Regions from separate parts of the Mus musculus genome. Here all the other regions are linked to region 2. A link is a contact called in public Hi-C and HiChIP or PLAC-seq data. All regions are on one chromosome and are shown on one strand. The core of a region is the stretch at or near the end of the contact, and the rest is flanking DNA. Distances in the headings are between cores, read along the strand shown. Region 1 has its middle 13 kb from the start of Ercc1. Region 2 overlaps Gm34891 (a long non-coding RNA gene). Region 3 overlaps Exoc3l2 (exocyst complex component 3-like 2).

Region 1 (4,754 bases), core at 1,954-4,453, 510 kb before region 2:
GAGGCATCCCTGTGCCTCTTCAAGCCTGGGGGTCCACACCCTCTTTTTCTTTGAGATAAGCTCTCATAGGAATGTATACCTCAGGCTGGTCTGGAATCCCTGCATCTAATTCCTTAGGACTGATATTACTGGCATGCTTCTATCCCTCTGTGAAGGTTCTCCCTTCATAGCAGGGTTTAGCAGTGTCACCTAGGCCACTGGCATATGGGTCTAGCAGGTCACTGCAGTGATAGTAATGGTGCAGACACTGCAGGCTGCATAGCGGCTTAGATCCTATTGACTAAGACCCACAAAGGTTAGCACTGAGCAGTGACACACACGGTGTGGGGGTGCGAACCTGCCCTCCCTGCTCCCAGGAGGTGGGGCGGGAGGGAAGTTCAAGGCCATCCTAGGCTACAAAATCTGTTTAAAGCCAGATCCTGTCATAGTAAGAAAAAGTTAAACGTTAAAAGTGGTAGGTATCCTAATTAGCCTATGCCAATCATTTTCCAATACAAGTGAAGTAATGAAAAGATATAGTGCCTCATGAATGTGTATAATTATGACGTCAGTCAAAAATAGTAAATAAGGACCTGGGAGGTAGTTGAGTTGGTAAAGTGCTTGCCTTGCACAAGGCGGGACCTGAATTAACCCACTTTAAAAGCATACAGAAAACGCTGGGCTTGGCCCCTTGTGCTTATAAGCACAGCTCTGAGGAGCCAGAGACAGGCAGATCCCTAGGGGTCCTTGGCTAGTTTACTGAGCAGGTTTCAGGCTAGTGGGAGACCCTGACTCAAAAGAAAAGGCCCAGTACAGAGGGCAAAGAGCACCAGCTGCTCTTCCAGAGGACCCAGTGTCCACATGGCAGCTCACAACCAGCTGCAGGAGATCTCACAGCTTTCTCTGACCTCCAAGGGCACTGTACACACTGGTGCCACCATACAGGCAGGGCAAACACTCATCCAGAAAACATAAAAATATATAAAATCTCAATAAAATACATGGGCAGGATCTGAGGAATGACACTGGAGGTTAACCTCTGGCCTGTACATATGTGTTCAACTGTGCATGTGCACACACACACACACACACACACACACACAAAGTTAATAAAATAAGGAAATAAGGCCTGGTGTGAGGGCACACACTTGTAATAATACAGAGGAGACTGAGGCTGAGGCAGGGGATTGAGAGTTTAAGGCTGGCCTTGGGCTGCACAGTGAAAGCCTCACCCATCCAAGAAAAAGGAAATGATAGAAATGTAGGGCTGGAGAGACTGCTCCACTGCAGTCAGCCTGCTCTTTATTCTTTATTGTTATTATTATTATTATTATTATTATTATTTTCTTTATTTACATTTCAAATGTTATCCCCTTTCCTGGTTTCCCCTCCAAAAATCCCCTATCCTCCCGCCCTCCTTCCCCTGCTCCCCATCCCACCTACTCCTACTTCCTAGCCCTGTCATTCCCCTATACTGGGACATAGAGCATTCATAGGACCAAGGGCCTCTCCTCCCATTGATGACCAACTAGGCCATGCTCTGCTACATATGCATCTGGAGCCACAAGTTCCACCATGTGTTTTCTTTGATTGGTAGTTTAGTCCCTAGGAGCTCTGGGGTTACTGGTTAGTTCATATTGTTGTTCCTCCTATGGGGCTGCAGACCCGTCAGCTCCTTGGGTTCTTTCTCTAGCTCCTCCATTGGGGACCCTGATGCTCACTGCTCTTGTAGAGGTTACTATGTTTGGTTCCTAATACTCTGAGTGGCTCACTACCCCTTGTAACTCCCATTCTAGGGGATATGACGCCATTTTCAGGTCTCCAGAGGATCCTACAAGCATGCAATGCACACAAGCTCATTCAGGCATGCACACTTCTATAAAAATAACTGCTCATGCCTTTAATCCCAGCACTCAGGAGGCAGAGGCAGATCTCTGTGAGTTCAAGGTCAGCCTGGGCTACAAAGAGAAACTCTGTCTCTAAAAACAAAGTAACAACATCAATAATAAACACATCATTTAAAAAATAGAAATTAAAGCTGGGGGTGGTGGCACAAGCCTTTAATCCCAGCACTCTGGAGGCAGAGGCAGGTGGATTTCTGAGTTCGAGGCCAGTCTGGTCTACAGAGTGAGTTCCAGGACAGCCTAGGCTACACAGAGAAACCCTGTCTTGAAAAAACAAACAAACAAAAACCCCCAAAAAAACAGAAATTAAGCTGGCAAGTATCAAGCCAGTCAGGACTACATAGCAAGACGCCCCCAAAAATGTGTGGAGTAGGAGACCAGGAGATGACTCCACAGTTTAACCACAACAATCCCAAGCGTCCAGGTACAAAGCTGGGTGTGGTTGCACACAGTGTTAGCTGCAGAGGCAGAGACCAGAGGATTCCTTGGGCTCTGTGGTCAGCCAGTGTGGCCAGTGAGTGAGCTAGCCCCAGGCTTACTGAGAGCCCTTGACTCAGAGTATGGGAAGCAACTGAAGACAGTACCTTCACCTCTCACCTCCACAGACATACATAGTAAATAAATAAGTACATAAATAAGTAATAAATAAAGCATATATTTAAGATATTTTAAAGCAATAAATGAATACCCATGCATGCTACACTTTTAATCCCAGCACTCAGGAAGCAGAGTCAGATATCTCTGAGTTGAATCATAGCCTGGTCTACATTGTGAATTCCAGGCCAGCCAGAGCTACATATTGAGACTCTATCTAAAAATAAAGGAACAATATATATATATTTTAAAATAACACAAAAAGACCAGATGTGGTCCCTGCCTTCGATCTTAGCACTCAGTAGGTGGCAACAGGCATATATGTCTGTGAGTTTGAAGCCAGCCTGGTCTACAGAGCAAGTTCCAGAACTGCCAGGCTACATTGCAAGACCCTGCCTCAAAAACAAACAAACAAACAAACAAACAAAACCAAGGAAGGGACCAAAGGTCAGACGCCAGGTCCCAACTCCAGCCACCTCCGGGGACTCACACCAACACCCAGCCCAGCTGCCTCCCGGGACCCCGTGATCCCCACAGGGGTGAGATGGACAGACAGATACGGAGGTCGGATGGACAGACCGATGCAGGACCTGACGGGGCCAGGCGGGGTGGGGGTGCAGATCCGGGCAGGGCTGGCCGCGGTGACCGCGGGGCCGCCTCCTGGGTGCCTTCCGCTCCCCGGAAGCGCTGAGTCGTCGCTGCCTTATCTGGCGGCCGCTATTTCGGGCTCCGCTTCGCAGCAGCGCGGTGACTATTTTTAGCGGCGTTCGGGTAAAAATGGACCCAGCGCGCGCGCGGGTGGCCGAGGCCGTGCGCGCCTGGGGAGCCGGGGACGCGCCTGAGTCACCGCCGCACAGAATCTTCCAGGAGCCCCAGGCGCAGTTAGGAGGGGGGATATCGCGGCGGAATAAGGAAACCGAGGCACGCAGACACCCCCGCCCCCGGGGGGAGATTGCAACAAGGGCTCTTGAGCTGACTGCAAGGTAGCATGCCGCAACTTCAGCTTGGATCTCTCCCCTCCCCCAACTCCTCTTGTCTCTTTCTGCCTCTCTATGTGTAGATAACCTCTCTCTCTCTCTCTCTCTCTCTCTCTCTCTCTCTCTCTCTCTCTCTCTCTCTCTCTCTCTCCCTCTCTCTCTCTCCCTCTCTCTCTCTCTCCCCTTCCCTCTTTGCATCTTCCTTTCTCTTCTCTCTTCTCTTTGAGACAGGGTCTCACTGAGATCTGCTTGTCTGTGCCTTCTCCCACCCCACCCCCATGTCTGTCTGCCTCTGTCCTCTGTCTCTCTTAGTCTCCCTCTGTCTGTCCTGTCTCTCTGTCTTTCTGTCTCTCTTTCTCTATCTATCTATCTATCTATCTATCTATCTATCTATCTATTTATCTATTTTATATTATCCTCTGTCTTGAGACAGGGCCTCACTATCAGAGAACCTCTTGCCTCTGATTTCTAAATGCTGGGATGGCTTACACCATCAAAAAGTGGCTTTTACATTTTTAAAAAACCAGTGTGTGTGTGTGTGTGTACACTAATGTACATGCCTTTATACGGGTTCCTCCAGGCCTTTGTAATGAGCATTTTTACCCACTGAGCCATCTCTATGGTCCCATCATACACTTTGAAAGTTTATCTGCCAAGCAGTGTGGTATATATACTCCTTTAGTCCCAGCACTCAGGAGGAGAAGCAGGCAAGATGTCTCTAAGAAAGGCCAGCCTGGTTTACATACCCAGCGCCAGGCTAGCCACAGCTAAGGCTGTGTAATGGGCCCTCTTTTCACACACACACACACACACACACACACACACACACACACACACACGCACATGCACACGCACAGAGAGGGAGAGAGAGAGGGAGAGAGAGAGACAGAGACAGAGAGAGAGACAGAGAGAGAGGGAGAAGGAGGGAGGGAGGGAGGGAGAGAGAGAGAGAGAGAACACCAAAAACCAACCAACCATGCCTGTGGGCTTTGGAGGTCATGTGGAGGTCAGAAGACAACTTTGTGGCCTGGGTCCCCATAACTGAATTCTGTGGTCAGACTTGGTAACAAGTGCCTTTACCTGATGGACCCCAACATACATTTTTTACATTTTTATGGCTCTTCTTTGTGCTAGGCCTGGTGCTTGGCCATGAATGCAGCTTAACCCTCATCCGTATCTCATCCACAGTGCACTGTAAGATGCTCACATCAGCCAGCGAGGACCACAGAGACTCTCAGGGCCAGGCTCTAGCTCAGTCTATGTCTGTGGACAGGGAGGTGACTGCCTGCCTTGTGAGGGG
Region 2 (4,219 bases), core at 397-2,896:
CTGCTGCCGAGGCCAAGGACCTGAGTTCGATTCCTGAAACTTCTATGATAGAAGGAGTGAATGGACTCCTGGGAGCTATCTTTTGACATCATATGCACTTTGTGTTCTCTAACCATCTCCACCCATTAGATAAATGTTAAACAAAACCCCCAAGCAGCAACACACAGTGATCCTCCTGTTCTGTTTATGACAGGGTTTCTCTGTGTAACCTTGGCTGTCCTGGGATTCACTAAAAATCAGGCTGACCTTGAACTCAAAGAGATCCACCTGTCAGTGCAAGGATTAAAGGCATGTGCTATCATGCTTGGTTTACAAAATAACGCTCTTAACTGTGGCCTGATGCCACCCGGTGTGACCCAGGATGGCTCTCTGCTTTCCCAGATCACCAAAGGAGTGTAAGGAAGCAGCTGGAGCCAGTGCCAGGCATAGGCACAGGAGCAGGCCCCACCCCTGCCTCACAGGAGTGGGTGGCAGTTGCTCTGGGCTTTGTGGCCAGTTCCTCCCTGAAAACTCACAAGGCTCTTCTGTTTGGTTTGGACATACGTCCTGGATAGATCTGCAGGGACACTTGCGGCATTTGTGCTGCCCTCCTTCCCTCTTCTCCCTAGCCATGGTTCTGAGAAGGTAAAGACATACCAAAAGGCCATAGACCTGTTGGGAGGGGGGTAGTCAGCCTATCAGCTCTGCGGCTGGGACTCAGAGTAGAGTGTTCGTGTGAGGCTCCAGATCCCAGACCCTGTGGTTGGAAATGTGTAAAAAGGACAAGCACAAATAAATAAAAGTGAACTTGAGCTGGGCACAGCGAGGAAGGCACAGCAGTGATCCCAGCACTTGGGAGGTGGAGGCGGAAGGATCAGGAACCCAAAGGTAGCCTGGGTTACATAGTGAGTCTGAGTCCAGCCAGAAAAACAGGCCTGGCCATGTAGTTCCTTGGTAGAGTGCTCACCTAGACATTGTAACCATGGAGTTCAGTCTCTAGCACCCCAAGAAACAGGGTGGTGGTGCTCACAGTAGGGCCACAGGTTCGAGGTTATCCTTGGTGACTTAGTAAGTCCATGAGGCTAGCATGGACTACATGGAACTCTGTCCCTAAAAATGATGATAAAATAAAACTAACCAAACTAAACTAAAAAAACAAACAACACAACAAAGCAGAAATGCAGTGGATTACGCCTTTAATCCCAGCACTTGGGAGGCAGAGACAGGGGGATCTCTATAATTTGGAGACTAGCCTGGTCTACATAGAGAGTTCCAGGACAGCCTGGGCCACACAGAGAAGCCCGATACTGAAAAAGAGGAAGATTAAAAAGGGAAGGCTAAAGGGTAATGGGAAGAGAAAGAAAGAAGCCCCTTTGGGCCTCTTGTGTCCCCTCATGTCCCCTTGTATCTTTGGACTTGGTTCCTATTTCTTCCTGTCTTCAGCTGTCCTCGAACTTGCTCTGTAGATCAGGCTGGCCTTGAACTCACCGAGATCCGCCTACCTCTGCCTCTCAAGTGCTGGGAACAAAGGCTTCAATCAACACACCTGGCTTCTGTGTTATAATTTGAGATTCTTCTACAACCAGAGCTGTCTCTGCTAGGCTGGCAGGCCAGTAAGCCCCAGGGATCCGTTCTCCTGCACCTGCCCCAGCGCTGGTCTAACACGTGTCTACTGCCATGCGCTCTGCTTTCCTGTGGGTGCTCAGGATACGATCTCAGGTCTGTGTGTTTGAACAGAGTGAACTTTACCCACTGAGTCATCCACACAGCGTTCACTGTTTATTTTGTGACAGGCTCACCAGGGCTCGCCTTGATTTGTGCTCTTCCTGCCCCGGTCTCCTAAGTATCTTGAATTGGACTCCGTGTGGTGGTTCTTGCCCTTCTTAACGATAGGACCCTTTAATACAGCTCCTCACATTGTGAAGACTCTCCCAACCGTAACATTATTTTTATTGTTACTTCATAACGGTAATTTTGCTACTGTTATGAATCAGAATGTGTGTTGTCTGGTATACAGGGTATCTGATATTCCGCCCGTGGGAATCGCGACCCACACGTTGAGAACCACCGCTGGGGTGGGGGATGGGAGTGTAATTTGGTGGTGGTAGGCTTTTCTAGAATAGCAAGTGGGAGGCTTTGTACGTAGTCCCCAGGACTGCAACAAGACAAAGAAAAACAGGCCAATATGATACTCGCCTTTACGCTCAGTACTCTGGAGACAGAGTTTGGGGGATCTCTGTGAGTTCCAGGAAAGCCAGGGTTGCATAGTGAGACACTCCGTACAGAACAAAACAGAACAACAAAAATAAATTAAAAAAAAAAAAAAAAGAGGCCGGGCGTGGTGTCGCATGCCTTTAATCCCAGCACTTGGGAGGCAGAGGCAGGCGGATTTCTGAGTTCGAGGCCAGCCTGGTCTACAGAGTGAGTTCCAGGGCAGGGCTATACAGAGAAACCCTGTCTCGAAAAACCAAAAAAAAAAAAAAAAAAAAAAAAGAAAGAAAGGAAGAAAAAAAAGCCAGGCTGTGAGAAAGGGAGAGGCAGGTGGATCTCTGAGGCCAGAGAGTTCCAGGACAGCCAGGACTCGGAGAAACCCTGTCTTGAGAAACAAGGAAAAAAAAAGAAAGAAAGAAAGAAAGAAAGAAAGAAAGAAAGAAAGAAAGAAAGAAAAAAGAAAAAAAGGAAAAAAGAAGAAAAGAAAAGAAAAATCCAGAGACTTAGGAGGTAACATTTTGTGCAGTACAAGCTGTCTCTTCCCCACGTGGAGCCTTAACCATCACCAAACCAGATGCCCTCATTCCATAGCTGAGGAAACCGAGGCAAGGAGCAATGGACTGGCTGGTTCAGGATCTCACACAGAGCTCGGGCACTCAGCATCCGCAGCAAAGTCTTGCTCTCTAGCACCCTGGAGCTCAGTGCTAGAGGAAACTGAGGCTGGAGCAGGGGGAAGGGTGAAGTTCCACGTTCAAGGCCACAGAACCAGCAACAGAAAAGAATTCTGGGAGCTGTTGCTGCCTCCTAAGGATGAGTGTGAGCCCTCTGGTAGCAGGGGAGTCCCCGCAGGATGTGGGGCTCGTCTCCCTTTCTATCTGCCAGGAGTCGCAGGCTCGGCTCTGGACTTTAACCTTCGGCTGGGGTTGGCGCCGGGAAGGGCAGGCAAGTGGCCCAGAGGCCGGCGGGGCAGAAATTCCCCTGGTCCTTGTGCCAGGGGAGTTACCCAGGGTGTGGGGCTGGGAGGCAGGTGCAGACAGGGGGTTCAACTGGGCACAGAAGCGCTTGCGGCTTCATCCGCAGCTCAGTGGGGTGTCAGGGCTTCGCTTTCCCGTGCCTCAGTTTCCCTCTTTATAAAACAGGAGTATTTCCTACTCATGGTATGAGAAAACACCACCCCTACCCTTCTGTCCCCTCCCCCACCATTCCCAGCCCAGGAGTTTCACAGGAGTATGGGCAGGTCGGGTGGTGACACCGTGGGCTTCCAATAAATCTGAGTTGGGAAAAAGGTTTCCCAGGCAATAGGGAACGGATCAGGAATCCCTGTCCTCTAATAGGTCAGGGAGCATGGGCACACGACTGGGGGACCCCAGTGCCCTGCTCAGGCCAGATCCACCTTTGTAGCAGGAGAGGCTCGGCGGGTGGCTCACTGGCGCCACCTGGAGGCTACTACAAGCCAATCTCCTAGTCAGAGGCCGGGACCGACCTAGGTACAAATTCTAATGGCTTCGCTGTATTCATTCCCCTGGGCATTGAGGAGGCTGGCTTCCGAGGTACAACCTACTGTTTTTCTCCTCTGTGTACCCCAAAGGCCACAGGGATGGCCTCTCTGAGCAAGGACACCAAGCTTCAGAGGAACTGCGGGCGGATGGTAAATCGTGTCACTGTAAGAAGCTACTTCCAGCCTTTGCAGAGGCTGCTCCCTCTATCTGGAGTGTCCTTTCTTCTTTTTCCCTTCCTCTGCACGTCTTCCTTCTTCCAGAACCCTCTCTGATTCCCAGGTCAAGGTCACGATCCAGTGGGACCACCGCTCTCCACATGTCTTCACTCCGGGAAGTGTTTATTGAATGAATGAGAGGACACTGAACTGTTTACTCAGACCGGGAGAGCAATGGATGTAATTACAAAGCCTCAGGCTGTTGCATACACTGTTCCATCTCTAGGGGACACTTAGGCTGATTCATCCCATACTTAGAGAGCCTTAGAGAGATGTATGCCTCCTCCAGGAAGGCCTTTCTGACTATTCTCAGCT
Region 3 (4,177 bases), core at 1,618-4,117, 350 kb before region 2:
TGGGTTAGGAGTGGCATGAGTATCCTAGGGGCTGAAAGCTCAAGAATGATCTAGAATGATCTAAATGAAGAGACAGTGAGGTTTGGATGTCAGTGGTGGAGAAGCTTCCAAACCAGACCTGCAGAAAGAGGGGGTTAGGATTTAGTGGGGCGACACTCTTAGGCTGAGTGAGGCCATCGGGAGGAAAGGGATGAGGGAACTAAGGGTTAGCTGTGGCATCTGCCAAGTGTTAGCATACCTTCCGGATTTAGAAGTGGCAACTCGAGTGTGTAAATCTACCTACTCAGGAGACTGAGAGAATCAGAAGCTCAAGGAAAGCCTGGATAATTTAGTGAGACACTATCTGAAAATAAAACTTAAAAAAGGGGGCTAGAGGCCGGGCGTGGTGGCACACGCCTTTAATCCCAGCACTCGGGAGGCAGAGGCAGATGGATTTCTGAGTTTGTGGCCAGCCTGGTCTACAGAGTGAGTTCCAGGACAGCCAGGAGTACACAGAGAAACCCTGTCTCAAAAAAACAAAAACAAAGGTGGGGGGGATTAGAGATAAGATTCAGAGGTGGAACCCTGCTTAGAATCCCCCAGTGAGGGGCTGGGGTGTGGCTCCGTGGTAGAGCCCCTGCCTAGAATCCCCCAGTGAGGGGCTGGGGGCGTGGCTCAGTGGTAGACCCCTGCCTAGAATCCCCCAGTGAGGGGCTGGGGGCATGGCTCAGTGGTAGACCCTTGCCTAGAATCCCCCAGTGAGGGGCTGGGGGCGTGGCTCAGTGGTAGAGCCCCTGCCTAGAATCCCCCAGTGAGTGCCTGGGGGCGTGGCTCAGTGGTAGAGCCCCTGCCTAGAACCTCTTACATGTGAGATCCTTGCTTCAGTCTCCTTTACTGTAAATGTCCTATTAAAGGAGACTGCTGAGGTAAGTTAGAATGAAGATTGAAAGTTAAGTTAATGAGGATTAGAGACACTGAACAAAAAGTTTTTATTACTGAGCTTGGAGGTAAGAGTTCTGGACGATTCTACATGGAAAATTTGGAAATGTCTGCAAGAGATTGGGACAAGATGACACCAGGAAATGAGACAAAGAGTTCCAGAGTTCACGCAGGGTACACTGATGGGCTGGGTACCTGTCTGGGTCCCAGGATCCTCATGGACCTTTGTCTTCCCGTCCTCTCCCAACAGGCGGAAGCATGTGGCAGCCCTCCTTGACATCAGAGGTCTTCGAAACACAGCTGCCCGTCAGGAGATCCTGGCGGTGGCCCGGGACCTGGAACTATCTGAAAGTGGTGCCCTACCACCCTCTAGGGACCGTGCCTTCTTTGCCGACATCCCTGTGCCCCGCACATCTTTCTGTCTTGGCCTCCCTCTCCTCTTGGGACGCCTCCCAGTGTCCCGGCTGGCCAGGCCCAATCTGGCTTGTCTGCCCCTGCGGCCTCGTCCTCCATCACCAGTTAGAGCCCGAGCCGATCGCTGAGGCACCCGGTGCCCATGTTGCTGCTGATAGACCCTCCTCCCTTCCACGTGACTCCCTGCCTGAGACACCGACTTCTGGGATAGGAGGTTCCTTAGATAACCCACCCAGCCCGGAGCATCCCCTCCAGAAGGGAAACTGAGGCCAGAACGAGCAAAGAGTTCCCCCAAGGCTGCCAGGGTCATTCCCCGCACCCTCCTCCCTTGTATCCCAGCATGGCATGGCGGGGAGCCTTCTGGAAGGCTTTACAGAAATATCCTAGCCCCACCTCCTTTCCCCTCACCTCAAGGTCTGGCCCCAATCCAACGTATTAAGGAATGGTAGATACTTAGAATAAAGAGGTTTCTATTTAACACTAGGAAGGGCTGAGTCCCAAGTGCAGGGGCGGGAAAACAGGGCCCAGGGCCAAGCTCTCTTGCACACACCCAAGGCCACCAGGGCCGGGGTCCAACTCCTAGGGAAGCCACAAATGACCAGATACTCCTCAGTTGCCGTTGATACCGAGTCCTTGAGCTGCGGTTCTGAGGCCTGCACTTGTCTGTCCTGAGCCAGATAACGCTGTTTTATCCATCCCGGTGTCTGATGTTCTTCTAGGTCTGCTTGGCACAGCCCTCCCCACCCGTGCTTAGCGAGTGGGGGGAAAACCTTGGCGGGAGAGGAAGGAGCTGGGGGGTTGGGCTGGCAGCATCCAGGGCGCCCTCCTGGATTGATGCAGGAAAATCTCAGGGTGGGAAATTTTCCAGCCTCTCAAGCCGGAGCCCAGCCGGATCCAAATCCCCACAGAGTCCTTGAGGTCACCTCCCTGTTGACCTCTGCCCCTCCGGCCTCAGCTGGACAGCTCGTGATGGATGCTTCCTGGCCCGGGTTATGTTTTATTTTATTTTTTCCTTAAGAAGTCAGAAAGAGGAGGCAGCCAGGGGTCAGCACAGGGGCCGGGGTTGGAACCTCACGCAACGTCTTGACATTGGTAACAACATGGCGGCCCTAGGCTCTAGACTCTGAGCCTCCGGGCTGTGTGCTGCAGAGGGGAAGGTGTCAGTCTCTGTGCTCTGCTTCCTGCTGTCCCTGGGAAGTGGCTTAACTTCTCTTTGCCCAGAGGATGTCCCTCCTCCTTCCTTGACCTTCTGAAAGTGACACCTCTGTCATTGATGAGCAGGAGAGGGGAACTGACTGTGGGCACTTGCACAATTCCACATGTATTTAATCTCAGCGTGGCCATGCTCTGTCATTGTCTGACTTGCTATCCCTGTCATTCAAAAGTCAGCTTGATTGTCGGGCTTGGCGACAGCAGGGCTGTGATCCCAGCAGTCAGGGGCTGAGGCAAAATAACAGAAGTGTTAGACTAGACTGGACTACATCTCAAGACCCCACCCTACAAAGTGTGTGGGATCAGGCGGGGAACGGTGCCTGCCACCAAGCCTAGCAGACTGAGCCTGGTCCCAGGACCCACATGGTGGAATCCTAAATGTCTCCTGATCTACACACCCATGCTAAATAAAATGGAATAACAAATGCAATGTAGATTCCCACTGCTCTTTTTTTTTATAAGGTCTTACTATGTAGAGCAGGCTGGCCTTGAACTCAGAGATCCAGCTGCCTCCACCTATTGAGTGCTGGGACTGAAGACGTGCGCCACCATGTCTGGCTTCTGTGTCTTATATATTTACAGTCAGATCCCTGTCTCCCAGACCAAGCATATTTTTATTATTCAGTTGGAGTCTCAGGTAGCCTAGGCTGGGTTTGAACTCCCTATATCGATGAGGATGTACTTGACCTAGATCCTCTTACAAGTGCTTGAATGACTGGCGGGTGCCAACACACCTTGTGTATAGGCAAGGAAGTCCCCTCTCTCCTGAGCCAAGACCCCCCAGCTCTAGAAAATACTGATTTTTTTTTTTTTTGAGACAGTGTCTCTCTACGTAGCCCTGGCTGTTCTGGAACTCTCTGTTAACTAGACTGACCTCGAACACTCAGAGATCCACCCGCTTCTGCCTTCCAAGTGGGTATTAAGAGTGCACACCACCACCACCACACCCAGCTAGAGTGTGGTCTATGCTATGTAGCCTAAGCGAGTCTAACTCTCAACTCTCCTGCCTCAGGCTTCCAAGTGCTGAGATTATGGACACGAATCCCTCCCCCTTTTGAGACAGCTCTATATGTGGTCTTGGCCAGCCTGGAACTCTTCAACCACTGTCTGCTAAGCACAGCTTTGCATAGCACCCAGACCATTGCCGTCAAAGTTGAAACCACCTCACTGTCCAGTAGCTGACACACAGGTGAACAAAATGGGTGCACATATGTGCCAAGGAGTGCCATTTGTCAACAAAGTGAGATGACAAACCAGTGGTAAGCGTAGCAGCACATGTTTAGATATCCAACTTGGGGTGTTTCAGCAGGATTGTGAGTTGGGAGCCAACCTGATCTGCATAGTGAGTTCTAAGCTAGCCTGGGCTACGAAGCTAGACCCTTTCTCAAAACAGAAGGGAGACTTGTAAACGGGGTCAGAGTTCAGTCCCCAGCACCTACACTGGGCATCTCTGTTATTCCTCACACATGCAGACAAAATACTAATGTACATAAAGTAAAAATAAATAAACCATTGTTTTTAATTGTCTGGAAAGATGACTTGGCAGTTGTTGCTCTTCCAGAGGACCTGGGTTTGGTACCCAGCACCCAGGTGGTGGGTCAAAACTGCCAGTAATTCCAGTTCCAGAGACTGA

What was found. A called contact is a pair of places that touch in the nucleus more often than the background predicts. HiChIP or PLAC-seq counts read pairs in DNA pulled down with a chosen protein or histone mark.
Region 1: a FOXA1 HiChIP or PLAC-seq map of pancreatic cancer cells shows a contact between it and region 2. The contact joins two enhancer-like sites. A contact is called at or near these places in 3 of 39 promoter capture datasets (embryonic stem cells, liver and pre-B cells) and 1 of 115 datasets of contacts at active chromatin or transcription factors (pancreatic cancer cells).
Region 3: a Hi-C map of liver shows a contact between it and region 2, with 2.2 times the contacts expected there. The contact joins two enhancer-like sites. A contact is called at or near these places in 2 of 484 Hi-C or Micro-C datasets (the G1E-ER4 cell line and liver) and 1 of 115 datasets of contacts at active chromatin or transcription factors (embryonic stem cells).

What each region holds. Positions count from the first base shown.
Region 1 is chr7:19,329,763-19,334,516 of GRCm38.p6, forward strand. No RefSeq gene overlaps it. Among named protein-coding and RNA genes, the nearest start is that of Ercc1, 13 kb to the right of the region's middle. Within about 2 kb of position 3,204, at least 252 of the 459 cell types and tissues checked have an H3K27ac peak or open chromatin away from gene starts, as enhancers often do. A contact at or near this core is called in liver and pancreatic cancer cells, where this site is marked.
Region 2 is chr7:19,840,190-19,844,408 of GRCm38.p6, forward strand. The region is part of intron 1 of Gm34891 (a long non-coding RNA gene); the gene reads left to right. Among named protein-coding and RNA genes, the nearest start is that of Gm19345, 9.7 kb to the right of the region's middle. Within about 2 kb of position 1,647, at least 67 of the 459 cell types and tissues checked have an H3K27ac peak or open chromatin away from gene starts, as enhancers often do. A contact at or near this core is called in liver and pancreatic cancer cells, where this site is marked.
Region 3 is chr7:19,493,789-19,497,965 of GRCm38.p6, forward strand. Exoc3l2 (exocyst complex component 3-like 2) reads left to right here. Exons shown (of 12, transcript NM_001370800.1): 12 at 1,169-2,974. The coding sequence ends at 1,460. Among named protein-coding and RNA genes, the nearest start is that of Bloc1s3, 12 kb to the right of the region's middle. Within about 2 kb of position 2,868, at least 25 of the 459 cell types and tissues checked have an H3K27ac peak or open chromatin away from gene starts, as enhancers often do. A contact at or near this core is called in liver, where this site is marked.